5 separate regions of the Mus musculus genome follow, and regions 2, 3, 4 and 5 are each linked to region 1. A link is a contact called in public HiCAR-type, HiChIP or PLAC-seq and promoter capture Hi-C data. All regions are on one chromosome and are shown on one strand. The core of a region is the stretch at or near the end of the contact, and the rest is flanking DNA. Distances in the headings are between cores, read along the strand shown. Region 1 holds the start of Ghr (growth hormone receptor). Region 2 overlaps Ghr (growth hormone receptor). Region 3 has its middle 150 kb from the start of Fbxo4. Region 4 has its middle 160 kb from the start of Gm41255. Region 5 has its middle 110 kb from the start of Gm41255.

What was found. Promoter capture Hi-C pulls out the DNA fragments that hold promoters and counts their contacts. HiCAR-type assays count read pairs that join an accessible place to other places. HiChIP or PLAC-seq counts read pairs in DNA pulled down with a chosen protein or histone mark.
Region 2: a contact with region 1 is called in an H3K27ac HiChIP or PLAC-seq map of heart atrium, with 8 read pairs. The contact joins the enhancer-like site here to the promoter of Ghr in region 1. A contact is called at or near these places in 9 of 39 promoter capture datasets (the 3T3-L1 cell line, 3T3-L1-derived adipocytes, cranial neural crest and 4 more), 4 of 484 Hi-C or Micro-C datasets (muscle stem cells, myocytes, olfactory sensory neurons and 1 more), 5 of 115 datasets of contacts at active chromatin or transcription factors (cardiomyocytes, embryonic limb bud, heart atrium and 2 more) and 2 of 9 other capture datasets (adipose tissue and pancreatic islet).
Region 3: a contact with region 1 is called in a promoter capture Hi-C map of 3T3-L1-derived adipocytes, with 2.4 times the contacts expected there. The contact joins the enhancer-like site here to the promoter of Ghr in region 1. A contact is called at or near these places in 5 of 39 promoter capture datasets (the 3T3-L1 cell line, 3T3-L1-derived adipocytes and liver).
Region 4: a contact with region 1 is called in a promoter capture Hi-C map of liver, with 2.6 times the contacts expected there. The contact joins the enhancer-like site here to the promoter of Ghr in region 1. A contact is called at or near these places in 3 of 39 promoter capture datasets (the 3T3-L1 cell line, 3T3-L1-derived adipocytes and liver) and 1 of 484 Hi-C or Micro-C datasets (embryonic fibroblasts).
Region 5: a HiCAR-type map of kidney shows a contact between it and region 1, with 4 times the contacts expected there. The contact joins the enhancer-like site here to the promoter of Ghr in region 1. A contact is called at or near these places in 4 of 39 promoter capture datasets (the 3T3-L1 cell line, 3T3-L1-derived adipocytes and liver), 5 of 484 Hi-C or Micro-C datasets (the C2C12 cell line, muscle stem cells, myocytes and 1 more) and 3 of 115 datasets of contacts at active chromatin or transcription factors (embryonic stem cells, heart atrium and kidney).

The regions. Positions count from the first base shown.
Region 1 is chr15:3,581,889-3,584,674 of GRCm38.p6, forward strand. It overlaps Ghr (growth hormone receptor), which reads right to left and starts at 1,464. Exons shown (of 11, transcript NM_010284.3): 1 at 1,112-1,464. RefSeq lists promoters at 1,200-2,673, 1,200-1,384 and a cis regulatory region at 1,520-1,654.
Region 2 is chr15:3,331,325-3,334,110 of GRCm38.p6, forward strand. It overlaps Ghr (growth hormone receptor), which reads right to left. Exons shown (of 11, transcript NM_010284.3): 7 at 2,023-2,201. All of the region lies in intron 4 of Gm41254 (a long non-coding RNA gene), which reads left to right. Among named protein-coding and RNA genes, the nearest start is that of Ccdc152, 29 kb to the left of the region's middle. Within about 2 kb of position 1,332, at least 7 of the 459 cell types and tissues checked have an H3K27ac peak or open chromatin away from gene starts, as enhancers often do. A contact at or near this core is called in cardiomyocytes, heart atrium and muscle stem cells, where this site is marked.
Region 3 is chr15:3,828,722-3,831,507 of GRCm38.p6, forward strand. No RefSeq gene overlaps it. Among named protein-coding and RNA genes, the nearest start is that of Fbxo4, 150 kb to the right of the region's middle. Within about 2 kb of position 1,415, at least 2 of the 459 cell types and tissues checked have an H3K27ac peak or open chromatin away from gene starts, as enhancers often do.
Region 4 is chr15:3,774,588-3,777,373 of GRCm38.p6, forward strand. No RefSeq gene overlaps it. Among named protein-coding and RNA genes, the nearest start is that of Gm41255, 160 kb to the left of the region's middle. Within about 2 kb of position 1,409, at least 7 of the 459 cell types and tissues checked have an H3K27ac peak or open chromatin away from gene starts, as enhancers often do.
Region 5 is chr15:3,724,093-3,726,878 of GRCm38.p6, forward strand. No RefSeq gene overlaps it. Among named protein-coding and RNA genes, the nearest start is that of Gm41255, 110 kb to the left of the region's middle. Within about 2 kb of position 1,364, at least 32 of the 459 cell types and tissues checked have an H3K27ac peak or open chromatin away from gene starts, as enhancers often do. A contact at or near this core is called in the C2C12 cell line, kidney, muscle stem cells and 1 more, where this site is marked.

The DNA of each region.
Region 1 (2,786 bases), core at 214-2,713:
ACCTCCCAATGCGCTCCCACACACGCGTGCAAACATACAGCACACATACATACTGCACACCTCTTCAGCACACACATCAGAGCTCACCACGGAAACCTGCACCCTGGTCCCAGCAGACGTACTCCCCGGTGCTATATATAAAGTCCTTGCCCAGAAATAGATTTCCCCACGCACCCACAAGCGGATAGTCCCATGTTACAACCACTGCTTGCAGCCAGCTCTCTCCCTCTCTCTCTCCAGACGTGACCCGACTCACCCGCTCAGCTCTCAAGACTCTGCAGTTCTATCAGAACTTTGAGCCTGGTTGATTTCATAACCACGAGTGTGTCCAGCGCCGGGACAGTTTGGCTTGCCACAATTTCCACTCACCCCAGTTCATGGAGGCTCTGGCGTCGGTGACTCTGACTCCAGCTCCTCTGCTTCCAGCTTGCAGCTGCAGCCTGCACAGACTGCGCAAAGGCAGAGCGCTGCGGGGGTCGCGTGCTTCACAACCCACCCTCCGGAGTCCCTCAGGCCATCACACCCAACCAGGAGCTCGCTTCAGACAGCAGCAGCAGCTTCCACAGTCCTTGCTCCAGGTTAGCAGGCTGATGGTGACAAACACACTCGCGAAACTTTTAAGACCAAGAAAACAGTCTTAGGAAGAAACCTCTCCTTGCATCTCACAACCTGGTTGGAGCAGGCTCCAGGCTGGGACAGTTCGCTTGCTGCCCCCCATTCCTTGTCGCCCACATCAACTTTCAGCTTCACTCAGCACCAAGAACAACTTACACACACACACACACACACAGGCGCGCGCGCGCACACACACACACACACACACACACACACACACACACACACTTCTCCAGGACACGGAGGATCGGGTTACACCAACCCATCAGCAGAAAACAACTTTTGAGAAGGGAATACAACCCACTCTAAACTCATCAAAATAAAATAAAATAAAATAAAATAAAATAAAATAAAATAAAATAAAATAAAATAAAATAAAATTATCGGGGCAAATACATAAAAGTGACCCCAATTTTTCACAAGCAGTTGGCATGCCCGGGTCTACTCCCAGGTCTCCTGGCACAATGTGAGGGAAATAAGAACTCCCCTCCAGTACCTCGGAGTTTCGCCTCGGGAGACAGAACGCGGGTTCGTGTCCGCTTGGGGGCTGCTGGAGCCGAGGCCTCAGGCCCGCGTGGACCCAGCCCGGGATCCCCGCGGCTGCCGGGGTTCAGTAACAGCCGTCGCCGCCACCGCCGCTGTAGCAGCCGCCTCTGCCAGTGCCGCCGCTCCCTAGACCGCCTCCTCTTCCCATGGCTGCGCCCTGCTTGGCAGCTCGTGGGTTGTCAGGCTTGGGGAGGAGGAAGGGGGCGGGGTGAAACGGGAAGGGAGGAGGGGAGGGGAGGGGAGAGGAAGAGAGGGGAGGGGTGGGAAAAGGCGGCTGGCGTTCGGCTCTGCGAGGGACCCGCCGCCGCCTCGGGGATCCAGGCTGCCTAGGGGAAGGGCAGCGGGAGCTGAGGGCAGCTAGCTCCGGGGCCGCTGCGGGGAGGCTGAACGCCGCCCCCGCTACTCAGTCCGCAGGGCTGGGATGAAGCTTTCTGGCGAGGAGTTGCGAGTTGGTGCGTGTCGCTCTCAATTGGGCGGCAGGGCTCCTCCTAGAGGAAAATATTGGTAGTTGCGGGAGACTTCCCTCCTCTCCACCCATCGGGTTCCCCCAAAGAAGGCAGTATCTAGAAGTCCTCAAGAACAGGCTGTAAGTTCAAAGAGAGCAGTGCACCTCCTGCAGGTACAGGAAGAAGTAGCCTTGGGAAGTGTGATGAGTCTACTAGGCTTTTTTTTTTTTCCATTTTTTTTATTTTTATTTTTTAAAATATTTTATTACATATTTTCCTCAATTACATTTCCAATGCTATCCCAAAAGTCCCCCATACCCTTCCCCCCCACTTCCCTACCCACCCATTCTCATTTTTTTTTTGGCCCTGGCGTTCCCCTGTATTGGGGCATATACAGTTTGCATGTCCAATGGGCCTCTCTTTCCAGTGATGGCCGACTAGGTCATCTTTTGATACATTTGCAGCTAGAGTCAAGAGCTCCGGGGTACTGGTTAGTTCATAATGTTGTTCCACCGACAGGGTTGTAGATCTCTTTAGCTCCTTGGATACTTTCTCTAGCTCCTCCATTGGGGGCCCTGTGATCCATCCAATAGCTGACTGTGAGCATCCACTTCTTGTAAGACTATGCCGGGGTGTACTAGGCTTTTATCTGTCTAGTTGGTTCCAATTTTCAAACTCCTGCTCACTGGGACATTAAAGACATTCCAATCCGAGAGGTTAAAATAAAAAAAGTGGAGACAAAGTAGGTAATTTACCAAGAATGCATGTTTGTTTGAAGAGAGCTATGTTAGTACGGAACACAGGTCTGCAGGGAAGGCACGAATAAGGTCCAGCCTGAGGTTTGTCCTTGTTTGTGACCTAGAGAAAGACACAGTTTGTCTATCAGACAACAGGCTCTTGCTACCTAGGTCCATTTTGTTGAAAAAAAAAAATTAACCAAGATGGGAGTTGTCAAAGCACTTCTTAAAGTCAGAGTGCTGTGTAAGTATTGTCACGAAGCACCAGACGGCTTCACCACTCTCTTCTCCAGGCATAGAGTACAAAGGTACAAAAGTCCAGCCCCGGGGCTGTCTAGCTGTCTTGTATCTGGTGGAGCAACTGGTCATGTGGTCTTTTTACTGTTTGCTTTGTTCTGACAGCTAGTTGTAAGCTCACTTATCTTTAACCTTCCTAACAGCC
Region 2 (2,786 bases), core at 82-2,581, 250 kb before region 1:
TCATGATAACTGTAGCCAAAATATGGATCAACTTGGGCCCTTTGATGAACAAATGGGTAGAAAAAAAAAGGGATATTTTGGAATATACAAGAGAGCAGATTTGAAACTGTCAGTTCAAAAACATCTGTGAAAAATATATCCATTCATAGCTCTGCTGAACCATCTTACCACATATAAATATTTCAAAACATCATTAACATGATAATTAATGATAATTTTACATAATATATGATTATGTGATTAGTGTAATTACTCTCAGGCTATTTGAAAAAATATTTAATCTAGTTTACTGAGATGTAAGCATCAGAAGTCTTCACAGATTTTATTATCTAACATAAAACCACCATTTTTGCTAATATCACAATGGATCCTTTTGGGGTAAGTCTTACTACGTTGGAAGGCAAATTATGGTTGTAGATATACATTGTTAAAAACTCTATTCTGCCTGGAGGTTAACATCCCTGGTGCAAACCTTGTCAGATGTTCACTGGAAGAACAAATGTTTCCTTGAGAAATCTTTGTCAATTCAAATATAAGTGATTATCTACTAGTATGTGTTTTGTCCTTCGTATAAAATTTGTGCTTCATACAAAAGAGCTGCTGGTCTGGTTGCTGAAGCATTTAAGTGTTTTGATCCTTCATTACCTTGGAATGTAGATGAGTACAGTGTGTACTCTCCATGTGCCACAGGAGCTGGGACAGCAATACACTCCAAGGCTGAGATTTAAGCAGAGGCTCCTAGGAAACAGCCCCAGCCTTTAATGTGAGCTTCACAATGTAACTGTAAACAATGGGATTGCTGACTTGATTCATGCCACGAGGCAGTAGTTTTCTTACCACTGTTTTTGAACTAGGGAACAAACATGTTATTAGTGTGAAATTAGTGTTGACCTCATATGCTCCCTTGAGATGGTCTCAAGAGTCCTCAGAGGTACATGTTTCTCATTTTCAAAACTGCTACCTCAGGTGCCCTTGGTACCTTGTGCAAAGTAGTTGTTCCTATATTTGGTGGGCGAATAAGTGTTTGATTATGACTCGGTTTAGAAAGCCTTGTTTGAATTAACATCCAGCCAGGCCCCTTTTGGTACCAAGTCATAAACCAGATATCTAAATTAGAATGATTTAGAAAACAGAACTTTGAACAGAAGAAGTAGCTGTTCGAGGCACCCCAAGTTGTATTCTCTGCTAATGACAAAATTGGCTTCATTTTTGGTGCTACACTGAATAGACAGGGCCTCATGTCTCAAAATTTGGGGAGTAGACCCTGCCAGGGTGCTGGGTACAACGTCATGCCTATCGAGAAGCTGCTTGACTTGGCCAGGGCTGTGGCTGTGGTTAGACTGATTTAGAATTAGTTATATTTGGAATGGCATGGTAATCCTGTTTCCCTTCTTGTTGTGTGCCATGTAGAATTTATCTCAGTGCCGAGTTCCCAAGTGCTTGGCAGGGAAGTGAGAGGTTTGCGGGCCAATTTGCTCTCTTCTCCCTTATGAAGTGGCCTCTCAGCTTGATTTTCTCTGAGGTATGTAAAAGAACATCTTTATGAAACCTCTATAGATTAAATTCCTTCTTTGTGCCTCTCTTCTGGAGAGAACCAAGAACAAATACTAATATAGGTCTTATGAGTAGCAGTCATTAAAGTCATGGGATAACATTTGGCCATAGCCTACTCTTGACCTTGATCATGATCCTAGTTAAGTTCAACCACATCTCTAAAGATAGCAAAGTGGTAAGTCTGTGACCTTGTTCCATGGTTAAACTGAACACCAAAGATAACTAGGGAAATGGTTTTCTCCTCCCAATACTCTTCCATATATCTACATGGAAGATTCACATCAGCATTTGTTGTCTTAGATACTTTTAAGGTATTGAGATTATATCAGTCTTCCTCTAATAACAAGTTATAGGGCACATAATTTGGAAATATAGTCCTAGGTGAAAAGAAAGTGTTATTACAAATAAGAAAGTGAGTATTGAATTAGAAAGAAGAAAAGTCAATGTATAGAATGGAGTGACTCTTACCACTTTCCATTTTGATTCATTTACTTCTTTGTACTGAATTTCATACTCCAGAATTATCCATCCCTTCAGAACATCTGCATTGGGTGGTGGTTGCCAACTCACTTGGATGTCTCCACGAATCCCGGTCAAACTAATGTTTAGTAAAGTCCAGTTGAGGCCAATGGGTGGATCAGGTTGCACTGTGAATTCAATGGAGAATTGATTAGACTCCAGAGAAACACTCTTGATAGTGATAGTCTGCTTCCTTCAGAGACCAAATCATTTCATTCATTTTGACCACACTCTGACCACACTCCTAATTCTTCCGACAATCCACATCGATTGAACTCTACTTTATAACAGAGCAACATTTTTAAATGTAAGAATGATGTTTCATTTAAAAAAATACTTATAAAATCTCCTCTAATTCCCTTTTAGTCTCAAATCTGAAATTCATTGGAAGAGTTGTTGTGCTACGTATTTATTTTTAGCTCTGATAGCATTTGTACTTTAGGATTTTGACAGACACACAGACACACACACACACACACACACACAAATCAAAAACCAAAGAAGTAGAGAGTTAGAAAGACTTCACTTTTTAAATATGGCCTGTTACAGGAAGCAGAGAATTTAGTGCTTACTCTCTCTGCTCAGCTGTCAAGTGAGCAATTCGAAATTGCATTTTGCTCAGTTTCTGCTAGTAATCCTCTATCATATTCTTAGATATATCTCTGTATTCTTATGAGGGCCATAAAGACTAGGGTTTCAAGAAAGATGATAAA
Region 3 (2,786 bases), core at 165-2,664, 250 kb after region 1:
CTTTTTTTAAAAAGGTGCTCTTGACTAATTTAATTTTAGTAACACTTTATGGGTTTTCTAAAATATGAGCTACACATCAACACCAACACTCTCTCATTAACTATCAGCAATCTCCAGCCTACAAACTTTCTACATTGATGCTTATTATATCTATGGATAGTATACATTTCATTTTGAAATACGAGCTTTTACAAGACTATCAAAATGTAGTGTCTCAAGTTACCAAAAGCTACACATTGAAGAAAGATGGCATCTTCAATAAATGGTGCTGCAAAGACTGCATCTCAACACAGAGGCTGGAACACACTCCTGTCTATCACCCTGCACAGAAATAAGCTCCAATGGACAATGAAACTCAGCATGAGACCTTGTAGGAAGCCGCCCTCACATTTGCCATTACAAGATGGCGCTGACAGCTGTGTTCTAAGTGGTAAACATAATTTGCACACGTGCAGGGGCAGTTTTCCCGCCATGTGTTCTGCCTTTCTCGTGATGACAACTGGGCCGATGGGCTGCAGCCAATCAGGGAGTAATACGTCCTAGGTGGAGGATAATTCTCCTTAAAAGGGACGGGGTTTTGCCATTCTTTTTCTCTCTCTTGTTCTTGCTTTTTCTCTCTCTTGCTTTCTTGTTCTTGCTCTTGCTTTCTTGTTCTTGCTTTCTTTTTCTCTCTCTTGCACTCTTGCTCCTGAAGATGTAAGCAATAAAGTTTTGCCGCAGAAGATTCTGGTTTGCTGTGTTCTTCCTGGCCGGTCGTGAACGCGTGTAAGAAGACCTGAAGCTATGAAAATGCTAAATGAAAAAGCAGGGGAATGCATCAATATGCAGGCATGGGCATAGACTTCCTGAATAACAAGATTTGGATTACCCAGAAGAGAAGATCAAGAGACAACAATGGGACCTCATAGAAAAGGAGCCAAAAGAATGGGAGAAAGGCTTACCTAGCTATATATCCCACTGAAAATTAGTATCTAGAGCTTACAAAGAACTCAAGAAATTAAACACAAAGGAAACAGCTCAGTCAATGAGTGGTCTGGGAGTTCTGAAAAGAAGAAATACAAATGGGTTATAAATGTTATTTTAAAGTGATCAGCATTCTTAACCATTAGGAAAATGCAAATTAATATTACTCTGAGACCATGTATCACCCAGTCAGAACAATATTACATTGTATCACAAAAATGAATATCCAATAATGATGGTGAGGATTCAGGGAATGTAGAGCAGTGATTCCCTGATGGTGGGAGTGTAAATTAGAAAAATCACTATCGAAATCATTGTGGAGGTAAAAACAGAACTATATTTAAGATAAAAATAGAACTGTCACATGACCCAGCTCTAGCATACCTCAATATATATACTCAAAGAAGTCTATATCCCAGCACTGAGACACATCCATGTTTGTTGCTGCTCAGTTTATGTAGCTAGGAAGTAGAATCAGCCTAGATGTCCACCAAGTGATGGATGGATAATGAAAATGTGATGCATATACACAATGGAATTCTTTTCAGTTGCAAAGAGAATTGAAATCATGAGATTGGCAGGAAAATAAATGGATCTGGAAAATATTATGTTGGGTAAGGTGACCCAGACCCAGACAGACAAACACTGCATGCTCACTCATATGCAGATCTTAGCTTCAGATTTCTAGATTTGTGTGTTTAACTTGGAATGTCTGTGGGGACTGAGAAAGGGTCATGGGAGGTTGCGTGGGGACAAGGCCTTGAAGGGGGAAGAGGAATAGAACATAAGTCAGCTGAGGTTAGAAAAAGTGGTACTGGGGTTGCCAAATATGCAGAGATGAAGCAGAAGGGGTTAATTTAGACTTAGAAGAAATCTATAAAGCCATTTGGAAACATTATTTTTGTAAGCTAATTTAAAATATAATTTCCAGAGAGATTTGAACAGAAGTGCCCTGCATGGATAGATAATGCTATTCCCAGGTATCCTTGAGTTGTTAAACAAAAATCCCAAACATGAGATACTTTCCCCTGTGTTAACTGGTCCATGAGTCCCCGAAAACAATACAACATGCCCCTTTGCTCATGAATGCCTCCAAGGACTGAATGGCAAATCCCTATCACTGATGATAGCAGTGACTTTGTTTGTAGCACAGAGAGAAATTAGATCTGAATGGGAAACTTCCTCTCTGGTAGTGTGTTGTCACTGGGACGTAAGGTGCTTGACAATTTTTCTGGGGAGTGGGGAAATGGAGGCTCACCAAGGGTCTCATCCAGCTCCAAGCCCTGCTTGCTACAATACTGACCTGCTAGGAAAGATGTGCTGTACACTGGAGAAGCCAAACACTGATTGGATCTGAGGTCTAAATTCATACATGGTACTGTAAACGTGATCTAAAGCTGATGCCTGGAGAAGTCATAGACCATTCTAGGGAACCTAATACTGGTTTTCATTTTGTTTTGTTTCGCTTTGTTTTGTTTGTTTTTTACTATTGTTGTTGCTGTTGAATAGAAGTGTACCAAACCTTCTAAATATTGATCTTTCTACTAACAGGCTAGAGCTGCTATTAACTTTGGAAATGCTTCTTTTTGCAATTAATACAAAGAGTACAGTAAAGTGCTATACAGAATCTTTTTATTATGCATAATCCGTTTTGTCCTTTTACTTATACTTTTGATGTCATAGCCATAAAATCAATACCAAAACCAGTACTAAAAAGCATTCTTCTAATGTATCCTTTGATGGGTAGAGAATAGCTTGAAATCATAATGGTTAAGTCTTCATGCCTTTGAGATGTTTTCTTACATGGTATAAGACAAAGGTCT
Region 4 (2,786 bases), core at 159-2,658, 190 kb after region 1:
ATTGTTTCTTTTTGTCACTTAAAGATGCATGATCCTTGGAGATAACTGTCCAAGGGAGAGTCCCTCCCTCTCCCTCCCATACATTAGGATATTTTTGGTTTATCAATGCCAAAATCACATGTAACTGAACAAACTTAAATCTAGGATGATGCTTCCTGATTCATAGACTAGCTATGTGTTTAATAATGTATAGAGAAGGACTAGAAACTCAGGAAATGCTGCAAATGAGGGTCTTGAATTATTTTTGTTGTTGTTTTTGTGTTGTTGCTGTTTTGCTTGAAAAAGTTTCTCTGTGTAACCCTGACTGTATTGGAACTCATTGTGGAGACCAAGCTGGTCTTGAACTCACAGAGATCTGCCTGCCTCTGCTTCCCCAATGTTGGGATTAAAGACAAATCCACCAGGCCCAGCTTTGAATTATTTCTGAAATTATTCTTTACCTCTATTTTGTTACCCCAGTCTCTTACTTTCTGATGTCAATATTCACTGAAAACAGACCTTCTCCTATGGGAGGACACCATGGCCATCAATACCCTATAGCACTGCATCAGCTGCCATAGCCCTAGGAAAAAGGAGGACTTTCTTCCAGTTTACTGCACTAGAAACAAGAGATCAAAACACAGACCTATATTCCTCCAAAATTAGAGGTAGCAGGAGGTCATAAGCCCTGAGTTAAATTAGCAGGATGATAGCAAAAGAGCATAAAAGGTTTATTGATAGAAGCTGTGGGTCAGATGGAGTCCTAAATTTGTATCTGTATTTTTATGGAGATTATCTTATATGTTGGCAGAAACTGGCTGCTACCTTTCCAAAGGGACTAGAAGACAGGTATCAGAATGTCTCCCCTAAGGCTGTATTTTAAAGGAATGACTTGAAAAGACATCTGAGCTGTAAAACCAACAAGAAACTTTTGTAAATATTTATATCACAAAGTGGAAGAGTGACAACATACACTTTCAAGGTAAATCCTTTAAAGGATGGTTTTAGAATCAATAAGTCTATCTGAAATTTAGTTGGCAGGCATATTATGGACTTCACATTCATCTCTTCCTTGTTTCTTAAACTACAATGAGAAAGACACTGGGAGTCAGGTAACCGTAGACAGCCTCATGCATGCTGACTCCAACAGGCAGTCCAAGATCTCACTCACATCTGTTCTTTGTGTTGCTTTCTCAGAACTTCTGGCCTCTACTTTAACATCTTTGTGAATAAATATCTAACACAGACGTATCCCCAGCACCAGCTGAACGATGTAGTAGATTGACTAATTACTAATCTACTTCATCTGCTATACCCTCCCCTACTCTCTCCTGCACTGGTTCACTGCCTTCACCCCCCATGTGGCTATCCTCCTCAGCTCTTTCCAAGGCACCGTATCCTTTTCCCGAATGCATACTCTTGTCAATTTTACTGCAATCTTTCTAAGTTAAAATTGCATCACACTAAACTTAAAACCATTCACTGACTTGGCATGGACACTTGAATTCCTTTGTGATTGTTTCCAGTCCTGCTTTTCAGAGCACCTCTACTTATTTTGTTTTAGCGGTGGTTCTCAATAAGAAGAGACATTGGGCAATGTCTGGAGACATTTGCTTGGTATCCCAACAGAAGTAGTACTGTTGGCATGCTGTGTGTAACTTCCAGGGATGAACTTTTCTTACAACTCCACAGATAGCCTCCCACAAGAGAGCCCAAGTTGAGAAGCAGTGTTTCATAGGAGAAACATTAGGAGTCAGGAGAATAGACTGGAAAATGTGAGTTTCCTGACTAGGAGTAGGGCAGAACTGTTATACAAATTCAGATGTATTTCAGAAATACATCTATCCCTGAGCTCTAGAAGGGACTATGGACTATGGGTACAAATATATATATATATATTTATATTTATATATAATATATATAAATATATATTATATAAAATATATATTTTTATATATACAAATATATATAATATATATACTGTGTATATATATTATATATATGTACAAATAAATATATATATATAAGATGGCAAAAGTCCCAAAGAAATATTTACCTGCATGAACATTTTTGACATATGTAAGTAATATTAGCAATAAATACTTTTCTAGGAAGTACTTCATAATCTTCTGAGATTATCTTGGAATATTTTACAGAAAAGTCCCAGAAAACTGACAGGAAAGCAAGTGTATGTCACCTAGAGAAATAGGAACTATGTTTGTTGGATTATTTCCAATGCATCAACTTATTGGCTTTTCATGTATACATAAATTCATTCAGTGACTCTATGACTAATATGTTTGCTCTTCAGATTCTCCATTAAATCAGTTTTACCTTCCACTGGTTTGGTAACTATATTTTTAAAGTAACATTTTAGTATTTTGTTTTTCTTTTTAAAAAAACAATTTATTTTTTACACTCCATATTCCATTTCTCACACCCACCCATCCACCCTCCGACTGCTTCACATCACATACCTCCTCCCCAACCCCTCTGTCTCCACAATGATGCCCCAACTCCCCACCCCACCTGACCTCTAAACTCCCTGAGGCCTCCAGTTTCATGAGGGTTAGGTGCATCATCTCTGAAAGAACACAGACCCAGCAGTCCTCTACTATATGTGTGTTGGGAGCTTCATATCAGCTGGTGTATGCTGTCTGTTTGGTGGTCCAGTGTTTGAGAGATCTCTGGGGTCCAGATTAATTGAGACTGCTGGTCCTCCTACAGGATCCACCTTTTTCTCAGCTTCTTTCCTCCTTCCCTAATTCAACAACAGGGGTCAGCTGCTTCTGTCCATTGGTTGGGTG
Region 5 (2,786 bases), core at 114-2,613, 140 kb after region 1:
GAACTTAGTTATAAAATACATATATTAACATATATTCAGATTTTTAGAAAGTAATTAGGATTACATGACATCATGCAGGTGGGTCCCATCATGCCTTGTTTGCCTTATGTTTTTATTTTATCTTATTTTATTTCATTTTATTATTGATTTCAGATGGCTATTTGTCTTCTAATGAAAGAGTTAGAGAGACAGACAGACAACACACGGTGGGGGGGGGGTTGGGTAGGAGGAGAGGTGGGAAGGGGAAAACTGTAATAATAATACATCATATGAAAAAATTTTTCCAATTAAAAATAGAAAAAATATAATACTTATAACTTAGCCAGAAATTAGAAGAGGATAAGGAAGAGGAAGAAGAGGAAGGAGCTATAGGAGAAGAAGAAGAACACAGAGAAAGATAAAGAAGAGACAATGGGACAGATAAAGTGGACCTGGGGAACTGTTCTTATTGCAGTGCCATGCCCTCAGAATGTCATTGGGGAGTGTGGAGGTCCCCACTAAATGCTAATGTCATGCTCTTGAACTTGCCAGATGCCAGAACTGAGATCTAAGTAAGTCTTTATTGTTTATAAATTTTCTGGTCTCTGGTGTTCAATCACAGCAACAGAAATACACTGACAATACCATTGGGCTCTGTGTGTGTGTGTATGTTTTCATAGGTGTCCTCTTCTAATTTAAACTTTTAATTTTCTTATTTCCCATGTGACTGACTCTTGTATTTATATCATTTCCTCTCTTCCCTTTCTCCCTTCACTCTTTCCATATTTCTCAGTCTCTTAAAACCATGACCTCTTTTCTAATTATTTTTGGGGGTTTTAAGAAACTAATAGATTGATCTCCAGAATGATCATGGACAAAGAGTTTGGGTATATTACAAATAGAAATGGGGCCCAAAGGAGAATGACATTTAGATGCATAAAATAGCCATCTATAAACCTATGAAGAGCTACTACCATGTATAACCATGTGTGCATAGCAGTCCACTACAGGTCTGAGCATGTGACTTCATACATGCTTAACAGCTCAACCATAGATCTAGAAGATAGCCTGTATAAATTATAGAAAATCCTCTAAGTCATAATTTCAGCTATTTATGGCTATTGACAACAATGTACTGTAGATATTTTAAATCTCTACTCATTTTTATCAATAGCTAAGCGAAACTCATTTTCTCCCCAAATCCAAACTCGGCTTAGAATGTCTCATATCCTGAATCTTCTAGGCAGTCTTGGGCAATATGTCAGACTGATCCCATCAGATAAAATGTCCTCACCATGATGGGATTGTGGCATAGTACTTTCAAATGTCATCTGTTGTTGTGGGAAACTCTGTGGTATCTCTGTTCAGTACATTCCTTTTAGTTGACTACTTTTCATTGGGCTGGACTCGGACCAGTGTTTTCCACTTGGCTGAGAGATGATTTGCATGAGTTACACTGTGCTCTGACCTTGGAATCCCTTAGTCTAGAAAGCCAAGTGGCTTTCCTGTCACTTTCTGCTCTGTTGCTCCTGCCATCATTGTACCCACAGGAAGATATTAATACCAGAATAAACTTTTGGAAACCTCAATTTGTAAAATAAGCAATAAAAGCCCAGTCCTTTCCCCTGAATTTGGAGAAGATAGCTGAGTAAACTATGGTCTGGGTGACGTTTTCTTGACTTTTAGGAGACCTTGAATTACCCAGTTTATCTTGCACCTTTATAAACTCTGCTTAAGGGCACTTTTGTGAATTTCTATATATTTTTAGATTAGGAGGATTGTCTTTCTCCTTTGTGTTGAAGTTCTCTGCTCTTAAATGTCATAGTCCACTTTTGGGTGCAGAGAAAATAAAGGTGGTCCATTCATTCAGTGAGCAAATATTTATTGAATGTCCATGATGGATCAAGCTCTACTCTAGACACCATGTTGACTCATCAGTTTCGCACTACCATAATGAAGTATTTGAGGTAACTAACTTATAAATACATAATGCTTACTTTGGTTCATATTTTGGAGATTCCCCTGGCCTCTGCCAAGGGAAGCAAATAATGGTAAAAATCTACTGGGACCCAAATGTACATCTGCAAAAAGAAGAAGAGAAATAGATGACTGACATCTCATTCTCAGAGACCTGGGGAGACCTCCCACGAGGCTCTACCTCTGAAAGGATTGTAAATATCCTTTGAGTACAGGTCTTGGATTAAGTTATCACCACATAATTCTTTGGGAGACACTAATCGAAACACTAGCACTATGTATGCTATATCCAGTCAAGGTCAAACAGCCCTTATCCTCAGGATCATATGCCCTAGAGGGAGAGACAAGCAGTAAATGAGTAAGTCCCCTAAATGATGTGTCTGCACGGTGTGATAAGATTTTTGTAAGACAACAACACAGAGTTAAACATGTTACCCATGGGGAAGAATTCCTATTTGGTTTACTAAGGAGAGCTTCTTTAGGGAAATTATTTTAAGACTTAGAAAGAAAGGTGCAAAGGGGAACAGAAGAAACTTCCTTGTACTAGAAGTAAGCATGAGGATAGGTCCTGATGTGGCCCTTGTCTGTGAAGATTCACCCTGGCTCCCCTGAGAAGGGCTTCCCTAGCTTCTCAAGTATAAACAGTAGTTCTGGCAGGCAACTACATATTCCTATCCAGGAAAGCAGGAGGCAGCCTTCAGAGTAAGTCTTTATAAAGAATGTTTTCCCATCTCACTGGAGGTGAGATCTGCCCATTAAGTGATTTATGAAGGATTCCTGGCCATATGCGTGGGCTGGTGTAAAGCTTTCTATTCACAGTAGCACGTGCA